Regions from separate parts of the Zea mays genome. Here region 1 is linked to region 2. Evidence: chromatin contacts called from public Hi-C data. All regions are on one chromosome and are shown on one strand. Each heading gives the region's core, a stretch centred on a gene start, on an enhancer-like site or on the middle of the called end of the contact. The rest is flanking DNA. Distances are from core to core; before and after follow the strand shown. Region 1 holds the start of LOC100194280 (transporter, folate-biopterin transporter). Region 2 holds the start of LOC100276525.

The links. A called contact is a pair of places that touch in the nucleus more often than the background predicts.
Region 1: a Hi-C map of tassel shows a contact between it and region 2, with 3 times the contacts expected there. The contact joins the promoter of LOC100194280 here to the promoter of LOC100276525 in region 2. A contact is called at or near these places in 4 of 25 Hi-C or Micro-C datasets (bundle sheath, ear, leaf and 1 more).

What each region holds. Positions count from the first base shown.
Region 1 is chr6:154,475,707-154,480,469 of Zm-B73-REFERENCE-NAM-5.0, forward strand. It overlaps LOC100194280 (transporter, folate-biopterin transporter), which reads left to right and starts at 1,898. Exons shown (of 3, transcript NM_001139319.1): 1 at 1,898-2,048; 2 at 2,142-2,481; 3 at 4,574-4,763. The coding sequence starts at 2,208.
Region 2 is chr6:154,273,435-154,278,037 of Zm-B73-REFERENCE-NAM-5.0, forward strand. It overlaps LOC100276525, which reads left to right and starts at 2,179. Exons shown (of 8, transcript NM_001150291.1): 1 at 2,179-2,794; 2 at 4,107-4,175. The coding sequence starts at 2,234.

The DNA of each region.
Region 1 (4,763 bases), core at 648-3,147, 200 kb after region 2:
GGTGCTTCATGTTCTAGTTATCTTTCAAACCAACCAGGCAACCATCCTTCTCCTAGATAGTGCAATAGAGACAGTAAAAGAACTTGTTTGATCCTTTTTTGCCACCCTTGTTCGGTTCAACTTGTTCGGTAAGAAATAGATTAAAGGAGATTAAATCCATTGCTAGTTAAAATTGAATAAAAAGAAATTTAATTCTCCAATTCCTTATGATTCTTATGTAGGTTTTTTTGGTTATAGGTGGATTGAAAGAAATTGTAAGGGATCAAATTTCTTGCTAGTCAAAATTAAATAGAAGGGGATTTAATCATCCCTCAGTACCTTTCGATCTCTATGCAACCGAACAATACATAAACGACTAGACTAAAATGGTTTACTTTTTTCTAGTTCATGTGTTTGACAACGTAGAGACTAGAAATTAAAAATTAGTTTTAGACCTAAACAGGGCCTTATACCGATAACATCACTACACCTTTAATGCAAGAATTTTTTCGCATGTCTAACTCACTATACCTTTAATGCAGGAGTTTCTTCGCATGTCTCACATCCCACACGTCCTCCCTCGGACGGAGTCATCTGTGAGAAGCACAACTCCAAAAAATGGACAGCATGGGATTCAAACCCATGTCGTAAACAAACGGTTTTTACCGGTGCAACGCATCTATATATCTATGTTTGTTCTACGAAGGATATATATTTTAACATTTTGAAAATAAAAAAGTACAATTATATTTAAATAAATATCTTATTTAAGCAATATGATATGTAGAAAATATATAGAAATTGTATCAGTACACGTGCAACTAACTAGTCGACGGTAATATAGCCTTTCTAGTTTTCCTCTGCGCTTAGAGCATCTCCAACAACAAACCCTAAAATAGAGTCCTAAAATTTGAAATAGGACTATATTTAGAATGTTTAGGGTCTCAAAAGAAATGTTTACTCCAATAGTCAGGCCTTAAATAATGCTATTTAAGAAATAAATCATAATATTAGGAAATAAATGGTTGGAGATTAAGTGGAAACGAGGATAGGGCTCCAGTATATAGGTACTATATTTAGGACCCGAGAGACCGAGCCCTATAACCATTTGATGAAATTTTATAAAATAGGGCCGCTGTTGGAAGAATGTTTTATGGTTTTGAGCCCTATATTTAAAATAGGACCATGTTTAGAGCCTCTCTTGGAGATGCTCTTAAGCTATAAAAGAATTGTGGACTTTTGGATCCGCAGTCATGCTATGCTCTATTTTAGAGGGTGTTTGATTCTATCAACTAAAGTTTAGTCACATTAAATATTTAAATGATAACTATAGTTATTAAATATAGTATACTTATAAACTAATTACACAGACTAAGACTAAAAAGACAAAATAAATTTATTAAACCTATATTTAATACTCCTAATTGATATTTAAATATTTGATATATCCGAACTAAACTTTACTCGGGGGAAGCAAACACCCTCTTAGAGCTACTTTGGGAATCTCATATCCCCTTCGGGATTGGAGGGGGTTGAGGTGGAAATAAATTAATTTTCTCTCCAATCCCCTTAAATCCCCAAGGGGATTTAAGTTTCTAAACTAGCCCTCAAGGTTTGTTCCCGTTCGATCTAAACGCAACCGAATAAGACTTTGATATTGTTCCGTATGTATTCCCACAATCCCACTAGTATATTGTTGTGCTAAAGTAGTAAAGTAAAAAACTATAATCTCTTTGAAAAATATGATCATGTTTGTGTTGAATGAACTTCGGCACTGACTAGCTTGATTTTACTCGAACTATCACGTTTTTATAATCTACGAATTTGTCTTCACAGAAGTTGTGGTAAGCGGGCCGGTACCCACATGCTCGCCCATACATTCAGCTCACTGCTCATATCAAGCCCACGCGTGGTGTCGGTTAGGCGGCGCGCTCCGCCTTCCCCTTCTTCGACCTCCCGACGCGTGCTCACCTCCTCTTCGGATCGTGGATCCGCTGCTGCGCTGCACGAATAATCAATTCCGAGTGAAATAAATTACATATAGCCATCTAGAAGAGAGTCCTTTCTAGGTGAGTAGGTGTCCTCTTACGCGTGGGTGAGAGAACCCACTAGGAGCCACAGCCACCTCACAGTCTGTTCTCCTGTTGGATCGGGAGGAGCAGAGCCGACGCGACGGGATCAAGATTTGTATTTGAACCCGGACGACGGGAGGAGTACGAGGCCCAGTCATGGAGGAGGAGAAGCAAGTGATGGAGGGTGCCGCTACGGCGGCGAGGCGGCGGCTGGTGATCGGGGTGGGGTTCTGGGTGCAGGGCTTCCGGCTCTTCCCGTGGCTGGGCGTCAATTTCTTCCTCAAGGACGGCATGGGCGTTGCTGCCTCCTCGCTGCAGATCCTCCAGGCCTCCGCCAACCTGCCCATGGTCGCCAAGCCGCTCATTGGCCTCCTCTCGGATGCCGTCCCCATACGCGGCCATCGCCGCCTGCCCTACGTCGCCATCGGCGGTACGCCCTCTCGGCCACTCTCTTTTACTATACTGTATTCTTGCATTTCCTGTCTAGGTCCCGAACACACATCTGCCATTACCAATTCACGTCGTTATTATTCTCCTCGTAACTTTCTAGGGCTTGAATCTAACACCCTGCTTCCGAATCTTGCTTATGGCTTGATTTTGGGAATTGTATGCCACCAGGATGTAATTTTACTCATTTTTGTTATCCGAAACATAAAAATATCTCCACTTTGCAGTGTCTGTTAAGCCTGTATGTGCTATTTAATATATATCTCCTTAATCTAGCTCTTCAACATGAAGAGAGTATTGTTAAACCACCCATGGATCTTGGACATTCTTTTTCCCGTGTTGTTCGTACATGTTTGTCCCGTGGCAAATGACAGCACCCAAAGAATATGCTCACGCACCGACTGTCCTCTTCTTTTGTCTCACCGGTTCCTTTTGTGCTCTCTCACCTTTTCTTTTTCTTCTTCTAATTACCATTCGTCTTTATCTTCCTTTTTTCCTCCCACACAGCCACACTTGCCTTTCAAGGCAACAACTTTTACACTGTCCTCCACCAAATTTGCTCTCTTGTTGACGTTTTACACACTCATAAGATCACCAAGCAACAAAGCTCCCAATCCAACTAGGTCACGCATGAATGAGCTGTCAACTTATGATGTGGCCCTAGCTGTCCACTTTAAAATATTCTTTCTTGCCCAACACAAGTGACATGATGAAATTGAAGGATGGTGAACCAACTTATTCCAATGTCTCATGATTCAAACCGTGGCTGCTGAGAAAATATGTTTTATTCTGCCGCTCAATTTATAAACACCATCCAAACAATTGGCTAGCATCGCATGAATAATTGTATTTCAATTTTTTTAAAGCTTTTAATAGTTAGCTACCTTATTCTGGCAACAATGAATACTTTGCTCGATCCGTCAATCACGTCAGTTAACAGAAAATATGGCGTGAGAAGTACCCAAAAGACAAAGTCAAGTCAACCCAGGGACCTAGGTTCCACATGAAAATATGGCAGCAGCTCCGCCATTCACTTAAGAAGAATAGAATTGTCTTCGTTTATAAGGGAAACCGCGTACCCAATGCCGTAGGCTTCCCGCACTGTGTGGGGTCTAGGGAAGGGTATCTTTAAGCGCCAAGTCTTACCCGCATAATATGCAGAGGTTGGGGCTCGAACCCGGGACCTTCCGGTTATAGACGGTAGGCTCTACCGCTGCACCAGGCCCGCCCTTCTACAGACGTACAGATTAAAAACAGAAAACCCGTAAATCAAAACACAGTAGCCCAAACGACTAACCCACTTACACACAGAGGTTACACACAAACCAACACCAACGGTGCCCACCAAATGTCCTCATTGCCGAGCTTATCACAAGCAGCAAAGAGCAGCTCTGACTTCCCACGGTGAACAACACCCAAAGGCCCCTGCAACTGCAAGCAGACAATGGTAGTTCTGGTATCTTCGACTAGATCATGTACCGAGTCTCACCTCATGCCATCTTTTAGTCCCATCTACCTATGATCTCCATGATACTTACAATGGATAACACCCACCCAGGGGCGAAGCGAGGTTAAGGTTCCCTGGTGCCAGGGCAACTGGCACCAGGGTAAAAACAAGGAATTCTAATAGCTAGACTTAAATTCACAATATGTATTTGTTAAATCCTTTATTTTTTTAAGCTGTGCACCAGGGTATATTTTAAGTGGGCTTCGCCCCTGCACCCACCTCTGTGATGTTAGCTTCTTCAAGCTACATTCTAGACATAACGATGGTTCGGTATCCATCATCAGACAATATTGCCACTATAATAGTACATTTTTGGGGAAATAGATACAAATATTGACAATGAGGCAACATAAGCAAACTGGACTGTTCATATAGAACACATGTAACCAGCAAAACATTACATAAAACGACTTAATTAAACTAGTTATAAATCATTGATGAACGGGTGGGCATAAAAAACATATCAGTTTTGTACTAATGTCTTTGCGGAGGCATATGCCTCTACTCTTTCTTACTGAACTTTTTGCATTTACCATGCTAACTTGCCTTTTGATTGTTGTGGTTCCAGCTCTCTTGCAGGCAATTTCATGGCTAGCAATTGCACTTTGGCAAGATATCTCTCTTCAAGTTCTTACCATTTTTCTCCTCTTGAGCAACTTTGGTGCTTCCATATGTGAGGTTGCCAATGATGCCATTGTAGCGGAGTCTGGGAAGAAAGCGGCCTCTTCCTCAGGATCAGGTCAGCTTCAATCGTTTGC
Region 2 (4,603 bases), core at 929-3,428:
AGTGTTTTTTTACTATATTTTACATTTGTTATCTTATAAACTTTAAAACATTGCATAATAATTTTTATACGTCAAATATTCGATAACATATGTAAACATATGTATAATTATATATGTTTATGTGTGGATGATGCTTCTATATCTGATTTCGTAATAGGCCACTGAAAAGTCAGGAACGACCCTGCATTTTACTTTCTATGCGGTTTACTCTTCCCTCTTTGCCATATTTTCTTACATGTTCCAACTCCTACATGTTGTTCTTCGCTCCTGTCCGTGGCCATACGAATGCAAGTGTAACCCAACGTGGCAACGTCTGTTTGCCTCGATGGGCCCCACCAGGCAAGTGTTCATTGATTTATCCCAACGAGACCGGGTCATCCGATTTTCTGAAACCAAGTGGTCCAGTTCACATAGCTGCAACTATACATGTCCAACGGGCCGTGCCGGGCCGGCCCGGCCCGGGCACGGCTTGGCCCGGCACGAGGGGCACCAGTCCAAGCCCGGCACGGATTGGTATCGTGCCGGGCCGGGCCGGCCCGCGGGCTGGCTAACGCGGCCCAGGCCCGGCACGGTTATTCTTACACGGGCCGTGCCGGGCCGGAGGCACGGCGGGCCTGTCGTGCCGGGTCGGGCCCGGTCCTATAAACAAAAATAAACACTCCAAAATTCAGAATTTAAAGGTAATATTTAAATTTATTTTAGATGTAATTAATTATATTTATAATTTTAGATACATATTTAGACTAAGAATTTCAGATACACATATAAACACAAATCACAAGTCAGAATACTCTCATATAATATCATATCATAAGTATTATAGCTAAAAATAGATTGGCCGTTACAAAATTAGTCCCTCAAACGGGCCGTTACCGTGCCTACCAATTAACCGTGCCGGGCCCGTGCCTGCACCGCGGGCCCGACGGCCAGCCCAAGCCCGGCACGGCTATTGGACCGGGCCGGCCCGGGCACGCCACTAGTCGTGCCGGGCCGTGCTCGTGCTGGGCCACGACCGTGCCGGGTCACGGGCCTACTACCGGGCCGGCCCGTTTGGACATGTATAGCTGCAACTGCAAGATGCATCTCGTGACGACGGTGTGTGAATTGTGATGGTGCGTTTTACTATCAGCACTCCTTTTGCCAACTGTTTGAGACGACTCGGTGGTCCATTCAGTCGTTGTTGTTGCAAAGAGTTCAGCGTTACGGACTCACAAGTCACAATCTATAAGTGACGTATAAACTACTAGAGGATGTTTGGTTCACGAATACCAGTGATAACAATTTTGAATATGTCATTATTAGTTTCTAGTGTGGTATCTGATTACGGTTGTTTTAAACAAACATAATTTAATGTTATCAGTTACACATTATATTACAAATATGTGAACCAAACAACACTCTAATCTAATACTGTGATTGCAATGAATTCATACCTCGTGAGAAAAAAAATGCATCAACTAGAGATTATTTTTAGGTTGTTGTTCTAGATATCCAAATTATGCTTCCGTGAATCATATACAACAGTACATGCTAAATAATCTGTATCCCTCAAATTTTCATAATAGCTATATGGATATCTAATCACAGTATGCGAGAATATTATAGTATTATTAAATACCATAGTATTGTATTGAAATTGTAAATAAACTTTGTTACTAAACTGGCCCTAAGAACATTTTAGTCCTTTTAACATGATCTCTTCTCTACGAGAAAAAGATTTTTTTTAATTAATATGACGTGTTATGTTTAAATATATATTTCTATAATGTCCACCACATTAAGATGGGTTTTGTGGTATGCTACTTTTAGACCAAGTTATTTTATCCTAGAGATATTTTTCTTAATGTTGCTAAAGTATCTACTAGATTGGATGAAAACGCTCTATATGCTCTGACTCCGATTCTCCCAGTGGACTTGCGGTACGGGAAGAGGTAGGTGGGCTGGTGGCCAGCGGTGGCCAGTGGGTCGTTGGCTGGCTCGCCCCTGCAGTACTCCTGCTCCAGGGCACCGGACCGTGCTATTCCTCTTCTCCCTCGGTCCCTTCTCACCGGGGGCATCACACAACACCTCCGGACCTCCCCTCCCGGTCGACGCCTCGACGGTCCGCTCCCTCCCAAAAACCCACAGCCCGCTCCGACGCTCCCTCCCAAAACCCACAGCCCGCTCCGGCGCTCCCTCACAAAAACCTACCACCTGCCACTTTCACTCCACCACACACCCACACCCCCGCGCCATGGCCTCTCCTCCCCCGACCTCCCTCTCCTCCCCCCACCTCATCCATCTCCGCCTCCAACCCCTACCCAGCGTCCCGCCGCTCCACCTCACTACCCTCCCCTTCCTGCGCTCCCTCCCGCTCCACCTCCACTCGCTCCGCCTCAACCGACCCCACCTCCCTCCCCTACCGCTCGCCTCTTCCGGCAGCGGAAGCGACATCACCGGAAGCGGCGGCGAGGACGACCTTCCTCCCTCGGGCGGGGGCGGCGGAGGGGGAGGAGGCGAGGGCGATGGTGAGGGCGAGGGCGACGGCAGCGAGGGCGACTCGGTCAACAGGAGGGAGGCCCTGTTTGTTCTGGCGCAACTCGGACGGAAGCTCGAGAGCCTGCCGGCCGACCTCGCCGCGGCCGTGGAGGGCGGCCGCATCCCGGGCGAGATCGTGCGGCGGTTCGTGGACCTCGAGGCCTCGCCGGTGTTCAGGTGGCTTCTGCAGTTCGGTGGCTTCAAGGAGCGCCTCCTCGCCGACGACCTCTTCCTCACCAAGGTCGCCATAGAGTGCGGCGTTGGCATCTTCACTAAGGTACGTGGGGATTTCATAATTCTTTTTTCCGGCTATTATTTTATTGGGAAATTTGGATCCATACCATTAAAAGATCACCACTTTGGATCCATACCATTACTATCTCACTTACATGTGGGTCCACATGAGTCAATGACATGTGGGGTCCATGGTATATATCTAAAGTTTGGATCTTTTAATGGTATATATCCAATTGTTCCTATTTTATTTTCTGTGGTTTGTGATCCAGATCATCAGATGTGGTCTGGTTCGATGGGTTTGACCGATTGTGGTGTCTAGCATGTTGTAGTCCGGGCTCAGATGCCAGGCCGATTTCATGGCTCAGATTTATTTTTGGAGTCGGGGCTGGGATGTGATTGTAGATCAGTAGGTGCGTGCTGTCCCGATTCTTGCACTGCTCCGACTCAGTCAAAATGATGCTTGCTTGGGCGTAATTACGTTTGTTTTGCAGTTTACGCATAGCCCAATGCCTTATGGTCTTACAATTAATCCGGAGCAACAGCAACCTATTCGAAAAAAGAACATCCTACTTGGAATCTTGATACTTTTGCTATAAATGCAAAAGCAAATGCCGATTCAGTAGACGAATAGGAATAAAGTAGCCTTTCTATTCCCTAAAGTATAATATTGCTCCAAAATATAAGTGATTCTGTGAATGACAAGTGTATAGTATTGTTCCCTCACTTTCGTTTTATGTGTACCACTAGCCATTGCCAATATGCAGTAGTGGACCACTGTTGGCTTTATATGTGGTTGTCCTATCAAATACAAACCTGTTGCTACTGGAAACCCTGAGGCACACAAATTTATGGTACATGCATGGTTGAAGAACATTTATCAACTGTTTAAAGCATAAAGAGTACTCAGTACTGCAATTCAACGCTGGTTATTCGCATACACCTTCTATTGATATTCATTTTCTGTTAGCAGTATGACTAAGGCCTTTTTTGGAAGCAACCTAGTTTTTAAGAATTCAGTTTATATTTCAAGTTTTTAGAAACTGGTTTATGAAAAAAGCTGGTTTATGGTGTTTGGAACCACCCCAGTTTCCATAAAGTGATTTTAGTTAGGAGTGGCTAGCTTCTTGGTTTTTAAGAAACTGGGATATAAACTGGTATGTTTGGAACCACCCCAGTTTTTAACTTTTTATACACCAGTTTCATAAAACTGAGTGCTTCCAAACAGGCCCTAAGCTTCGTTTGTGCCTTCCACTTTTCTGGACCTGGTTTCAGTTAGTTGATTCTGTGTTTTAGTTAGCAAGTTATGTATAATTTGTTGCAGCTAGTTTGACATAACTCCTTTAATTTGCTAGACTGCTGCAGAGTATGAGAAAAGGAGGGAGAACTTTGTCAAAGAGCTTGACTTTGTGATTGCAGATGTGGTATGTTTCTATAAGTCCCTTTTGTTTTTTCATTGTGACCAACTTGGCATTTTCCTTCAATATACTTTAATATTAGGAAACGTTTTTTTTGGCTTTTGTTGTCTTGTCATCATTGTTGAGGCAAGATAAATTATCTTAATTTTGGATGCCTAAAAGGCGGTAAGTTGGAGGTGCTTCCATGTCCATGTGCATATGTTTTGACTTTTGAATGATAATGTTAGAATTAGACATGCAACCCTATTGGGCCTTATAGCTGTAGTTGAGATGGCTAACCGCTAACCTAGTGCTACATATATGTAGATATGAATTGTACCGTATTGTCTACTAAAATAGGGTGTTAGTCCTATGCATTCTATATAATAAGCTCATGGGGTTCATGCAATACAGTCTAATTATGTGACAATATCTCCTTTAACATGGTAACACGA